Regions from separate parts of the Mus musculus genome. Here region 1 is linked to region 2. Evidence: chromatin contacts called from public Hi-C data. All regions are on one chromosome and are shown on one strand. Each heading gives the region's core, a stretch centred on a gene start, on an enhancer-like site or on the middle of the called end of the contact. The rest is flanking DNA. Distances are from core to core; before and after follow the strand shown.

Region 1 (7,794 bases), core at 2,088-4,587, 93 kb before region 2:
TGGGCACAGATAGGTCCCTGACACTCTGTGACAAACTACTGTAGCTGAACCAATGAGCTTCAAAAGGCACTGCCAGTTTTAGTTGTAACTTGACACAACCTAAAATTACCTGTGAAGAGTCTCAGTGAGGGAGTGCCTAGGCCGCATCTAGACCTTTGAGCTCCCACTGTTGGGGAATACCCATTGAGATAGTTCATCACAGAACAGGCATAAAATAGTGGGAGGCCTTGTCTTAAGATACAGGCGGAGAACACCAGGGAGACACTTGACCTTAGCTCCCAACCGACACATGGGTGCACACCCCCTTTTTTTTTTTTTTTAAGAAAACAAGCTATTTTATGTGAAGCACTGTCTGTATTGGAGGTCTGTGCCTGACAAGTGCTCTCCACTGAATTGTTTTCAAACTAAGTTATTTTCAGGATGGTTTACTTTGAGACTTTATTTTTACTGAAGTGATCAATAGGTCATTTATGTCACTTTATATATAATGATTTCATTTTGTTCACTACTGACACATTGGATTTTTGTTTTGAGATAATATATATTTTGAGTTATATTTATTATATTATTTTCTTTTGAGATTAGGTCTTACTATACGGCCCAGGCTAAAGCTGGTCTTGAATTCCTGGACTCAAGTGATCCTGCCTCAGCCATCCAAGCAATTGGAATCACAGGCACACACCAATGTACCCAACTAAACACACTATATTTAAAGAGAATTCCAATAATGTAAAAATAGTGTCGGATCTTTCAGACTTCATGGGATTAGAAAATTACATAGACACCATCACAAAATAATTTTTCTCCACAATTTAATTGTATGTCCGGTAATGATATTTAAAAAGGAGCAGAGTTTCAGTGTTATTATAACTAGTATATAGAACATGAATACTATAATCCTCAGGCAGCTTTTTTGGTTGTTTCTTCTTCATTTATTTACATTAAGATATGCACTCACTGGTTTCTAACATTCCTAACAGATAAATGTCATGTTTAAAACTCACAGGGCTGCAGGGAGGCCTAGACAAGTCATTTTACCTGGGCCCTCTCTCAGGCATCGCTTCTTCCAATGCGGACATTTTTTCTGTTTCTTGATATGACTTTTTTTTTTTTTTTTTTGCCAATGCAAGTGTTAGGTAATACTGTAGTAATTACTACTTATAGCTACTTTTATGACTGTTTAACAATCCTTTCTACTCATTTAAATAACTTAGGCACAGGTTCTATATCTTGACTGGACCCAGAATGATCTGAAAGCAGTCTTAAGCTAAATGCCCAGAAAAAGAGCAGTCTTGTCTAAATTAAGACTAAAAATTGCTGCATGAGATGGATGTGGTGTTGGTGGGACAGTCAAATTCTTCAGCTCAGTTTCCTAGAGAATTTGATTTTATTAGCAATCAGAAGAAACTTCACTGAGGAAAAAAAAATGGTGTTTCAGTACTTTCCCAACATTTCTGCAATTTTAGGAATAGGTCACTTTTAAAGGTATTTCCAAGGGAATGACAGATTAAAAAACCTTTCCCAAGCTCTTCTCAGTTGGCTGTCCCAACAGGTTGTCTCCTCCTGTTTTTCCAGCACAGGTTGCTGATATACAATGAATGGTGGACCAATAGTCTCATTTTTTCCCCTTTCTCCTTCCTCCCGTCAGACACTGGAAATAGAGCCTTAAAGGTGATCAAGCCTAGCTCCCCATTTTTCAACAACTAAGGCTTGGCAACGTAAAGTAACTGTCAGGACGCCTCATTCGTTGCTATCAGAGACTAGATACAAGACCTCACTAGTTGCTATCAGAGACTAGATACAAGACCAGTTGTTCTTCAAGCTGATGGCTTTCTGCCGTATCACACTCTTGAAGGCTGACCTCACAAAAGCATTTGCTTACTGTGAGGAAGGGAGGAACGTTTTCCCCCTTGGGTATCTTTAGTATCTAATATTCTGAAGTAGCTGAGGGAACTAATAGAATCTAAGACGGTTACTTTAAACTAAAATTAAGCATTGAGGTTTCAACTAAATGAATGGTTACTTATAATTTAGTATATAAAAACTAGCCCAGATACTTATTGAATATAACATTTATACCAGGAACGATGTTATTGATATATGTTATGGGCTAAAACTGAAGCCACCTAAAAGTATAAACCCATTTACATTTGTCACCTCATTTAAAAATAAACACTAAAACCTCACTAAGTCTATTACTAAACAAATGTAAGTAAAAGAACTTGAGGGTTTTAGCTTCTTAGTCTGGGGCTTGTTCTGTGACCAACCATGACACTAGGGGAATTATTTATAATCTTTTGTTTTATTCATTTCAAAATATGAATAATACCCATTTAACAGGATTTGTGTGTAAACAAGTGTTGGGTTACGGGTGGAACACTGCAAAGGTTTAAAGTTTATTTTGTAACCATTTCTGAAGACCATAACAGCATTTGGTGTGTTTTCCTCTAGAGCTTAGGTTGGGATGGTGTCTGAATATCCTCCCCCCCCCCCAACCTTGTATGCTAAGCAGAACACTTATTTTGATGAAATTATTGTAGAATAAAGGTGCATGCAAGATGAAAGCAAGGCTTAATTAATCATTAGCAGGTCGATTCAAAGGTAGTCTTTTGCTATTAAACATTCAGTCCAATGACCAGCCACATTGGAAGTTTATTACAAATGCAGTATCCCAGCTCCTACCTTGGAGCCACTGAATTATAACCAGCTCTGGGTGAGTCAGTTCTGGAGGGAGGGAGAGAAGGAGGGAGGGAGTGGAAGATTTCATGTACTTAAAATGCACCAGGAGCTTGCTGTATATTATCTGCACTTAACCCCCAAGAACTCCGTGGCATGGGTATTTACCCACTACCTTCAAGATGAGCAAACTGAGCGCCGTTTCTGTGAAAGCAGCCGGCCTGATCTGGGGCTCAGGTTAGATTTCAAAGACCAGGCTAGTATTCCGCCTAGAAGATACCCAAGTGATACAGGCTGCAGGGTCCCAGGATCAGGGGATGGATGTCAGGCAGTAAATCAAAGAGCCGGGCATGCGGGGCCTCCCTGAGCTCAGGGCGTTTCTAGTTCCAGCCATTACCCTGCGACACTGAAGGAGGTGGCAGGCAACCTTAAAGGCCATGGGCAGCCTGGACCCGCGCAGTCCCTTACCTCTCCGGCTGCCATCCATGCTTAGTCCTCCTGCGGCCTCCGCGGTTGTATCCCCTTGGTTCTTACTGGGATGAAGCCGAGCTCCCCCGCAGCGGAGGTGAAAAGGAAAAGACCAGGACCGCGGGGGCGCAAAGGGTCACAGCGACAGTCGCCAGGGCGGTTGCTAAGGGCGAGCTCCGCGGCTGCAGATTATGACGTCACAACACAGGGACCTGTGCTCCTAGGCCCCGCCCCGCCCACGCCCCCAGGCACTCCTGCTTACCGAAAGTGCCAGCAGCCGGCGGGAGGATGGCCACGGGTCCCAATCTGTTGTTCTGGGATCCTGGCAGTTATCCAGAGTGAACTGTCCGGAAAGAGAGTCATATCTGCTTCTGCCAGCACTTTTAACTTGGATGCCTGTGATTCGAACTCAAGTCCCCAAGCTTGCAGCGCAAGCGCTTTTGACACAGCAGTTATCTAATGCAGCTACTCCCCCCCCCCCCGCCCCAAACCCCAAGTTTGTATTGTAAGCATTGCAATTAGTGTGAATTTCCTTTCTGCCTACTGAGTTCCTCAGCTCCTGCACTCGCTCTCCCTTTATCTTTAAAGCCACAAAGATCGGTTCATTTTGAATGGAAGAAGGCAGTGAGAAAAGTGTGGATGTATTCCGCTGCTTTCTGCGAGTTGTTTATTTTTGCAGTAGTTAATTGTGTATCCATGGAAATAAGAGCAGAACGGGGTAGAGGGAGTGCAGAAAGCATTCTGTCCCGCTAGGCTTTTCAGCAACCCGTTCTTGAACTTTTAGGCTGGATGGATAAGTCCTTGTTGTGGTATCATATAGCAGTATTCCTGGGCTCTGCCCACTAGAAGACCACAACCCATTAATTGCAACCTAATTGCAACCAAAAATGTCACTAGGTATTGCCAAAGGTTGCCTGAGGAGGAAACTACATCCCATTTGAGAACCTCTGTAGTCACAGAAAGCATACTGGATTCCGAGCCAGATTTGCTGAACTTTGAGCGTCTAGATATTATGGTTGGTTTTTATGGCACCCTAGTGAAAGTTAGAACCTCCAGAATAGGGAGGCTTTCCGGATTTCCTTAAATGATTTGGAAGGGGCTGGGGAGATGGCTCAGCGGGTAAGAGTACTGACTGCTCTTCCAGAGGTCCTGAGATGTTGGCTCACAACCATCTGTAATGGGATCTGATGTCCTCTTCTGGTATATCTGAAGAGAGCAATGGTGTACTCATATGCATTAAATAAATAAATAAATAAATAAATAAATAAATAAATAGATAAATTTTGATTTTGAAGACCCACTCTGATTGAAGGTGTTATCATCTACTAGCAGTCCAGATGTAAACGGTCATGGCTGAAATTCACCTCTTCTGGCTTGTCCTTTCCTCAAGTTGCTTTCTTCTGCTGCTGTGGTTGAATCCTTCCACACCAGAATCAGTTCTTTTTAGTTTTCTATCAGGATCTAAGGTTCAGCAGCTCTCTCTTTCAGGTTTTTTTTTCACCAGATCAGGACAGCTGAGGCATCCAGCCTTGTGGACAGAGCAACTATGCCAGCCTCCCCAGTGAGAGATGGGCACCATGGGGTGGGGGTGGGGGTGGGGGAGTTACTCTGACTACAGAGGCACTCAAGGATGAAGAAACTACTGAGTTCTCAGCCTCTCAGCTGTAATTCAGCTGTATTTGCTATTTGTAAGCTGACTTAATAAGTACACACACACACACACACACACACACACACACACACACACACACATCCTGTTGGGTTCTGCTCGTTTATAGAACTCTGTGGACAGTGCTATCTCTAGGCAGCTCATATAGAGGAATTTCAATCCAGCAACATGGCTACTCTGGCTGGAATAGACACACCTTGAGTACACCCCTTTAATCCCAAGCAATAAAAGTAAGGTTAGTTTACAGAAGGAAGGAGCATGTTTGAAAGGGCAGGTCAGTGAGTCAGTGTAGTTAAATTCAGTCAGTTGGGGTCAGTGCAGTGAGCGTGGTGAAGTGGATTGGAGTTCATTCGTGAGTTTATGCAGTTCAGTGCAGGTCCACAGAGGCAGGTAAAGCCAGAGAAGGATCAAGAAGATTAGAATAAATTGCCAGAGTTAGTTTGAAGCCAAACAGAGCAATTCAGTGAGAAGCTGAGAGAAGCCAGTTTGAATCAGTCATCTTGGTGAGGGAGGAGTTTGAGCCAGAATAGCTGAGTTAAACCAGCCATCTGGAGTTCAGAAAGACCTAGCAAGGGTGAGTTTATCCAGCAGTTAGCCTCCAAGAGTACAACTACATTAGATGAATAAAAAATATTTTGTAATATGGCTTTGGATTGTGTAGAAAAGCAAATTGAGCAAGCCTTGAGGAGCAAGCTAGTAAGTAGTGTTCCTCCAGGGTCAGCTTCTAGGTTCCTGCCTTGAATTCCTGTCCTGACTTCCCTTCATGATACACTGTAAATTGTAAGTTGAAATAAACCATTTTATCCCTAAGTTGTTTTTGGTGGAGGTGTTTTATCATAGCAATAGAAATAAGATAGCTAGGATAGCTTACAAGTTTGATCATGAATTAAATTTTAAGCCGGGCTGAGCCACAGGTCCCTGTTTATGTAAATGAAAGGGATGCTGGAAATCGTGCATATAAAAGTGTTATGATATGGACATTGCCTGTCCAAGAAAATGTGGTACTCTGCATGTGTCAGGGTTTTCTTTTCTAAGACTTCTGTTTCAGAAGAGCCAAATATAAAGAGAGCTAGGCTTAAGGAAAGTAAATCAGAAATCCTATAACAATGAAAGGAGGGAAAAAAAAAACAGGAGTACTACTCAGCTATTAAAAACAATGAATTTATGAAATTCTTAGGCAAATGTATCTAGAGGTTATCATCCTGAGTGAGGTAACCCAATCACAAAAGAACACACATGATATGCACTCACTGATAAGTGGATATTAGCCTAGAAACTTAGAATACCCAAGATACAATTTGCAAAACACATGAAACTCAAGAAGAAAGACCAAAGTGTGGATACTTCGTTCCTCCTTAGAATGGGGAACAAAATACCCATGGAAGGAGTTACAGAGACAAAGTTTGGAGCTGAGACAGAAGGAAGGAAGGAAGGAAGGACCATCCAGAGACTGCCCTACCCGGGGATCGATCCCATAATCAGCCACCAAACGCAGACACTATTGCATATGTCAGCAAGATTTTGCTGACAGGACCCTAATATAGCTGTCTCTTGTTAGGCTATGTCAGTGTCTGGCAAATACAGAAGTGGATGCTCACAGTCATCTATTGGATGGAACACAGGGCCCCCAATGGAGGAGCTAGAGAAAGTTCCCAAGGAGCTAAAGGGGTCTGTAACCCTATAGGTGGAACAACAATATGAACTAACCAGTACCCTCAGAGCTCATGTCTCTAGCTGCATATGTAGCAGAAGATGGTCTAGTCATCCATCATTGGGAGGAGAGGCCCTTGGTCTTGCAAAGATGATATGCCCCAGTACAGGGTGGGTTGGGGAGGAGGGCAGGGAGAGGGTATTGGGGACTTTTGGGATAACATTTGAAATGTAAATGAAGAAAATATTTAATAAAAATTGTTTAAAATAAAAAAAAGAATTTTACTAGAAAAAAAAAAAACCCAAACAAACCAGAATCCAAGTTATGACAATGCCCAGAATACTGGTATGTTAAGACATAGGGAGGAGAGAAAATTGCACTTGAAATATGATGATTCTATGTCTCCAACAATAGTTTGGATGATACAGAGTAAGGGGACCAAGGGAGATTGCAGCTGTGGGCCAGAGGTCAAGAACATCTACTGCTCCTGCAGAGGATCCAAGCTCAGTTCCCAGCTACCACATCCAGCAGCTCACAATTAACTTCAGCTTCAGGGCATCTGATACCTTTGGCCTCCAATGACTCCTTCACTGATGTGTGTACACCCACACATACTCAGTTAAAAATAAAATCTTTTTTTTAAAAGACAGAATTGGGTAGTATGTAGAAAGCAGAAAATTTTATTCCTACTCATTGTTACTTAAAATTCTAAGATTCCCTAAGGCATTCATTACACCATTAGCAACTTAAAAATCCACCTTGCTTGTAATACTGTGCATAATAGGCCTCCAGTAAGCATTTGCTGAGTTTGACGAGAGCTGAAATTTAGAGGGCAAACTGAAGAAGGCAACACAATGATTTGGGTCACTAGAAAGACATGCGAGCTCCTCTTATCAAAGCAGATAAAAATATAAAAATATTCTGCCCTGGGTCCTTTGGGTATATATTATGGCTTCCATTTTTGTGGGTATTTTTTTTAAATATGGAATTCCTGTGTGTGTGAACATGTATATCTCTACATGTATTTTTTTTATTATTATGGTTTTTCTTTGGCTAATTTTCTTGTTTTTGTATTATTCTCATTTGTTCGTTTTTGATTTGTTTTATTGTTTTTGGTTTTTTGTTTTTGTTTTTTTTTTTTGTTTTTGTTTTTGTTTTTTCGAGACAGGGTTTCTCTGTATAGCCCTGGCTGTCCTGGAACTCAATTTGTAGACCAGTCTGGCCTTGAAATTAGAAATTGTTGTGTCTGGCCAGTAGATCACAACCTGGGTTCTAGCCTGGAAAGGCATTTTGGAAACCTGGAGGAGAAGAGGGGCTGGGCTGCGCGAGA
Region 2 (6,903 bases), core at 3,464-5,963:
ATCTTTTGTTTGAAGAAGTTGAGCTAGATGCTATCCAAAACCACCCTTTAAGTGGAAGGAGTATTATATTATTATTATCATCATCATTATTATTATTATTATTATTATTATTATTTATTTTTGGTATAATTGTTTCATTACAAACTTCTTTATTTTGGTATTGTTTGTTCATTGTAGTATGTACTAAAGGCTCACTCATGCCAACTACATTTACCATGTAAGTGAACTAAATGAGCAAGATATCTTCCCACTGGGGCTTGTAGTTTAGTGGAGGAAGGTTCTGGGGATAATGGCATATTTAACAGAGGAGCATCAAATCATAATCTTACAGTCATGAGCTTCACTGTGATAAAGAAAAACGAGGAGCCCAAGGTCCTTCCGATAAACAGAGCCCATCAGGGATGTATATATTTTTATTATAAGGATTTGGCCTGCATGACTGTGGAGGTGAGCAGGACTTGAGAGCTACTGAATGAGCCAGCAAGCTGAAGACCCAGCAGGAGAGCCAGTGGTTTAGTTCAAGTCTGAAGACCCTGAAGGCAGGGAGAAGCCTCTCTTACTTAAGAGAGCCCAGCCACCTGGTTCTGAGTCCTCCAACTGACAAGATGAGGGCCACCCTGTCAGGGAGGACGAACTAACCCTTTACTCAGACCACTGATTTAGATGTTAATTTCATCTAAAAACAAGCATTTTCACAGAAACACCCAGAATAATGTTTGCAGGGATATCTGAGCACCGTGTGACCCAGTCATGTTAACACAACATTAATGCAGTTATTTAAAGCGGTTGGAAAGGACCTCTCTGATGTAGCAACGTTTAAATGGAGACCCAAAAGGAAGGAAGGAGCTATTCATGAATGGCTGGGGGGATCCCTACCCAGACAGGAAAGAGTATAAATTGCACGAAGCCTGGGGCACAGAGGGAGAGATGGAGAGCTGGGGGAGAAGATGAGAAAAGGAGGCAGAGACCCTGTTTCCAAATCTTGGAGTCATGGGAAAGGCCATGCTTTTTGCTTTAGTGTTTTGGTTTTTTGAGACAGGGTTTTCCTGTGTAGCCCTGACAGTCTAGGAACTAGTTCTGTAGACCAGACTCACAGAGATCTGTCTGCCTCTGCCTCCTGAGTGCTGTGATTAAAGGTTTGTGCCATCATGACTCAGCAAGAGGCAGGCATTGTCCTAGATGGATACAACTGAGAGCAGAGTCATGAGAGGCCATGATAGTGGTCCTAGGAATTGGTAACATGGAGGTCTTAGATATTTTGATAAAGGCAGGCCTGGTAGAAGCTTGCTCATTCTTACATATTTTTATGATTGGCACTCAATGTCTTAGTATATTTTCTGCTGCTACAACAAAATACCACAAACTCAATTTTTATTAAAAAGAAGAAATTTATTTCTCACAGTCACGGAAGCCAGGAAGTCTAAAATCAAGATCAATGTGTGTATCTCTGTGTTTGTACGTGTTTCTTATGCGTTCTCTTTGACCTGTTTCTTTTTTCCTGTTTGTTTGTATTGTCCTATTCTGATTTGTTTGTCTTTATTTTATCTTATTATCACTATTATTATTTTAGAACTCTGTATTCTAATGGTAGAGAGATAGAAAGGGTGTGGATTTGGGTGGGTGAGGATCTGGGACGAGTTGGGGGAGTGATCCATAATTAGAATATATTATATGTAAAAGAAATCTATTTCTAATAAGAAACAAGAAGACGCTGGCATCTGGGGTCTTCCTGCTGTGTCATCCATGGTGAAATATGAGAGGGAGGGGAGAGGGAGAGAGAAGAGGGAGAGGAGAGAGGGAGAGGGGAGAGGGGAAGAAAAAAAGGGAAAGAGGGAGAGGGAAAGAGAGGAGAGGGGGAGGGGGAGGAGGAGGGAGACCCTAGCTATTTACTTTTATTGCTGGTTTTTAAAGAGGTAGTCATTGCATTTTAGGCAACTCATGCATATGCAAATAAGCCAAGACTAAGAGATTGAGCACTTGGGATAGTGTATTGGCTGCTAATAATCCTAATGTGTATTGTTTCCTCATTAGTCATTAGAAGGGTCACGTTTACTGTAGAAGAATCAATTTAGTCAATAGAGGTACTTTATACTTAAAATTGTAATGGTCTAATGACATTTGTTTAAATATGTCAATTCAACCAAACCTGCTTTTGCAGCAAACCCACTCTTAGAAATAAGCCTACTCCCTGCACAGTGAAGTTAGCCCACTTATGAGGGCAGAGCTTGCCTGGTTGGATTACTTTTGGGGGTTTGCTGTGGGGACTGAATCTAAAGCTTCATCCATGCTAAGCACATGGCCTGCCACTGAGTCACTTTCCCCGGCCCGTCACCCTTTACTGGTCCTACTTTTCAGCACTGACACACTGGCCACCAGGTTTCTAGCACACAGACTCTGGGAACACATCAAACCATAGTGCTGTGCATAGTACTTCTAGGATCAGTCTCGGCTTGTGCGTTGTGGATGGTTAATAGCTGTGCTTCTCTCTGGTCCTTAACTTAGCGTTGGCAGACAACATACCAGCTATCCAGTGAAATTTGAATTGCAAAAGAAAATCTGGAAAAGTCTGTTTCAGGTAGTATTTGGCCTACACTTGAAATTTTGTTGTGATTATTAATCTAAAACACAAATTTAACTGGTTGCCCTGCATTTTTGCTTGCTGTATATGGAAGCTCACCTTGAATGGTCATTTTTAAATGGCTAAAATGGTGGATTTTAGCCACCAGCTCTGGTGATAATAATGCATTTACTAAATTATTTTAGCACATCTCAGAATGCCAAGTATGTAGTAGGTTCTCATCAAATGCCAGGTTTATAGAAATTGCATTATGGGTTGAAGCTATAGAGTGTGGATAGCTCCCATGAAGCCTTTAGTTCGATCTGCACTACCACATAACCCAGCTGTGGGTAGCAGCGCAGGTCTGCAAAGGAGCTGGAGACAAGAGGGTGAATGCTCAAGGCCATCCTTGGGTATTAGTGGTTTGAGGCCAGTTTGGGTGCATGAGACCACATCCTTAAAAAAAAAAAAAAAGAAAGGGGAGTAGAAAAAAAGAGAAAGGAATGAAAAAGAAAAGAAAATTGAGTCACATACGTATGCCCTGTGAAGGTGAAAGGAACCACCCACCCTGTACTTGTAGTGTGATGTAGAAAACATGAGAACTGGGCCTCAAGTGGAAGTCCTCGGTGAGTTAGTGGTGGGGCATGTTGGAATTTGTCTGTGGGATGAAACCCTTGTGCCCATGGTGCAAATGTCTGTTGAGTGGATTGCCTCCCCAGTATGATGGTTTAAGGGTAACTGGCCTCTGAAGGGCCATTAAAGTTCTCTAAGTGGCAAAGAAGTCTTGGCTCTGCCCACAAATTCCACAAGCGCCAGGGTGAGTCATTTGCTCTTTTAATTGCTTATGGCAATCTCTCTGCTTCTCTTTCCTCTCTTCTCTACGAGACGGAGGCGCCATAACCACAGAACTACTTCAGATGACCCCTTCAGAGGCAATTTCAAGGAAATGAAGCACCAGTTGAATTAAGACTATCCGATGAATTAAACATGAAGCTAGGATTTTCTGCAAATATTCTATCCCTTGGCTCAAACCTGAGAATCCGAAGATTAGATTTTACTTTCTATGAAAATGGCTCTTTTCATCTCGCGGTTTCCCTGGCTGGGTTATTTAGAAGGATCACATACCAGCAGTTAACATTCACTGAAGCTGACAGGAATTCTTTTAGTCTATATCAAGGGCTTAATGCTACTATATGCTACTATTACGTATCTAATTTGACTTAGATTTTCCAATAATAAATCTCATAGTTCCTTGGAGGTAAATACGCTTCTTCTGGCTGCTCAGTTGCATCTATCTGACCAGTCATAGAGCTTTCACCTGATTAACTCTTGAGTCTAAGGATCTATGGCGAGAAAGGATTTGGCTCTTGAAAATGTCACTGGAGCAAACTTCTGTTTACCCTTGCTTTTGGGCATCCTACCCTTAAAGAGCATAAGGAGCTGCATGAATCTTGGCAGCTTTCTAGAGGAGTCACGTGACAGCATGTGTCACCTCTGAGCCCGAGAATGAGTGCTGTGTCGCGTGGGGGTGGAGGTGAAGGTACTGTCCTCTGCTCCCCACATATGATTACTTCTACCCCAACTGCTCAGCTCCTGTGCAGCAGGGACTCTGCTGCTTGTCCCTGTGCACTTGGTGCCTCGACTCCAAGGGACACTTGATCAACTTTTGATGATTTTCTTCTGTGGACTTTATCCAAGGCATTTATAGCATGTGCGTTGAGGTTGGGATTATGCAAGACCCAGACAGAGATGAAAGGGCCCACTGTCAAGGGGCCTCCTAAAGAGTTTACTCTCTGGCATAAAGAATCGCTAGCAAGAGAGGATATTTTTGGGGATGGGATGAGGAGTTCAGCAGCTGGTGTGGAAAATTCCCTAGGAGCTGTTTCAGCCTCAAGATTGCCCAGGCAGTGCTGACTCTTGCCTTCAAGCAGAGGCCGGCTTATCCTCCAGACATGGGTGCTACTGGGAATCCACAGATCTGTCTTACTACGGGGAATCTAGTCTACGTTTTCAATAAGTCTCTTGATTCCTTGAAGACGTCTCTAATCAGAGCTATTATTATCTTAACACTCTTCAGATGAATGGATTTGTACGCCTCCAACGTCACTGTCTCCTCAGCCTCGTGAGTAATACTGGAGGCAACAGCCCTTCTAGTCGTACTCTTCCTGCAACCCACACCCATCCCTCGCCTCTGATAGCTGCATGAGCATCACAGAGATGGTGCTGATGTAGGCATCACGGATGCGCATTTAGAGGAACTTTTTTTTTCTAAGGGAGATTAACCAGAAGGTGATGCTCAAATGCAAAGCCGACTTGTAGGATGTTTCGTACAAACTGTCTTCTCCCTACGACAGATCTTGTTTATTTTTGCAGCTTCGTAGGCACAGTGAAGGAAGAAGTGTCTAAATACTTCCCCCCACCCCCCATGGAAAAAGTGTTTCTGAAGGTGGTTTCAGTGGCTGCTGTGAGCCAGGAGCACTGAGCAGTCAGGCTGGGAAACGGGGTTAGCTAGGACTGCTTGCAAAGCAGAATGTTCCAGAAGGGAGGGAGGGTTCAGTCTCCATCTCAGAGACTTGGAATAAAGGCAATGGCATACCTTGTTCAACATAGTTTATTCATTAAAATATATAGCTGGAAGCCAAGTCCAGTTTAGGTGTACTATTTGACACTTTCTGCAGAGAATTCCTTTGTAAATATGTATCTTGTCGAGTGTCTATGTCTATATGGTGTCTACTGATAGTGAGGCTAGCTTTAGTGTCTTTATAATATTTATCGTGGCAGAAGGGAAACAGGACAGGACCAGATGAGGAAGGGGGCTGTGGATTGAGAATGACAGCAGTCCCCAAGGAGATTCCATTTTCCCAGAAATAGCATCTCAGCTGTAGAGAAAGCAGAGAGTAAGAGTAGTTCTGAGAGGTACACTTCTAGGTGTTCGGGATCTATTAACTACTTTTCTCATAGGCTGCAACAAATTACCCGACAGAAGCAGCTTAAATAAGGAAGGTTTTATCCTGGCCCACAGTTCACAGTGAGGTCCTGGCGCCAGGAGCTTGAGGCGGCAGCTAACATTGTATCCACCGTCAGGAAGCTGCAAGACAAGTATCCTCTGCTCAGTTTCTTTCCCATTTGTTCAGTTCAGGCCCCTGCTGCCCACACGCAGGGTGGGGTTTTCTTGCTTCGTTAAACTTTTATGAAAATACCCTCAATGACAAGATGGGTTTGTATGGTGATTCTAAGTCTAGTTATGATGACAGTGAAGGTTAATGGTCACATAGGAGAAAATGGAAAGAAAGTTGGCTGAAGAGAAGTGTTGAACATGAAATCTAAGCTGGATGCAGAAGTGACAAGGGGGTGCAGGGAGGATGTAGCAGAGGGGAGGGCAGAAGCAGAGTGTAATTTGAGAGCAGTAAGCTGGAGGGAGAGGAGGCCCAAGTTGGTGTCTCAGTTAGCTTGGGCTGGGCTACTGTAACAAAATACCATGGGCTTCGATACTTATTTCTCCTGGGTCTAAGTCCAGTCAAGACAACCTCAGAGTCCTGTGAGGGTCTCCTCTGTGGTTCCTAGAGGGAGGCTTTCTTCCTGTATCCACACATAGATGTTTTTGTCTCTCCGATCTGCTCTTCTTTGTACGCCATCTTCTATGTGCTTTTCTCTCTGGCTTGTACCTATAGCCTTCCTTGGTACACAAGGATCTCCATCTTGATGTCTCTAGGAATCCATATCTCCCAGGCGTTTTCCATATATGGTGGCCACATATTCCATAAGTGGTTGAAAGCTCAGCCCCTGGGTTTCAAAGCTGGACAAACACTGAGAAGGAATAAAGATTCCAGAGTCCCCCAGGCTCAGGCAAAGACTGGAATTTTCCTTGGGCTAGTCTCCTGGCTCTCTGCTTCTCTCATCCTCTTTATGGCCCTTCTCTCAGTAAGTCGAGTTGCACTAAATCACAAGCAGGTCTGTTTGGGGGGGGGGGTCCACTATAAGTTCCTGGTTGAAATGGGAAGGCGATGATGGTGCTGGTTAGAACTAGAGGCAATGTGAGGCTTGGATATTGGGTTGTTTGTCTCAGAGTTACTAACAAGAGAGCGCTCTCAATGAGAGGATTTGGAGAATCAAGAAGAGAATTTAAAGATTTATTTATTTATTTATTTATTTATTTATTATACAGCATCCTGCCTGCAGATCAGAAGAGGGTACCAGGTCTCATTATAGATACTTATGAGCCACCATGTGGTTGCTGGGAATTGATATATATGTGTAGAGTATAGTGGATCCTTGGAAGCTGTGCAGGTTGGTGCACCAAGAGGCTGAAGAAGTAGACAAGGTTCTGAACAGAGGCTTGGGTCTGG

Evidence for each region. A called contact is a pair of places that touch in the nucleus more often than the background predicts.
Region 1: a contact with region 2 is called in a Hi-C map of cerebral cortex, with 1.9 times the contacts expected there. The contact joins the promoter of Spata7 here to the enhancer-like site in region 2. A contact is called at or near these places in 1 of 15 datasets of contacts at CTCF or cohesin (the NIH/3T3 cell line), 3 of 484 Hi-C or Micro-C datasets (B cells, cerebral cortex and cortical neurons) and 3 of 9 other capture datasets (adipose tissue, liver and pancreatic islet).

The regions. Positions count from the first base shown.
Region 1 is chr12:98,623,685-98,631,478 of GRCm38.p6, reverse strand. Spata7 (spermatogenesis associated 7) reads right to left here and starts at 3,337. Exons shown (of 11, transcript NM_001289572.1): 1 at 3,145-3,337. The coding sequence starts at 3,163.
Region 2 is chr12:98,533,386-98,540,288 of GRCm38.p6, reverse strand. All of the region lies in intron 1 of Kcnk10 (potassium channel, subfamily K, member 10), which reads left to right. Among named protein-coding and RNA genes, the nearest start is that of Gm40893, 13 kb to the right of the region's middle. Within about 2 kb of position 4,713, at least 23 of the 459 cell types and tissues checked have an H3K27ac peak or open chromatin away from gene starts, as enhancers often do. A contact at or near this core is called in cerebral cortex and cortical neurons, where this site is marked.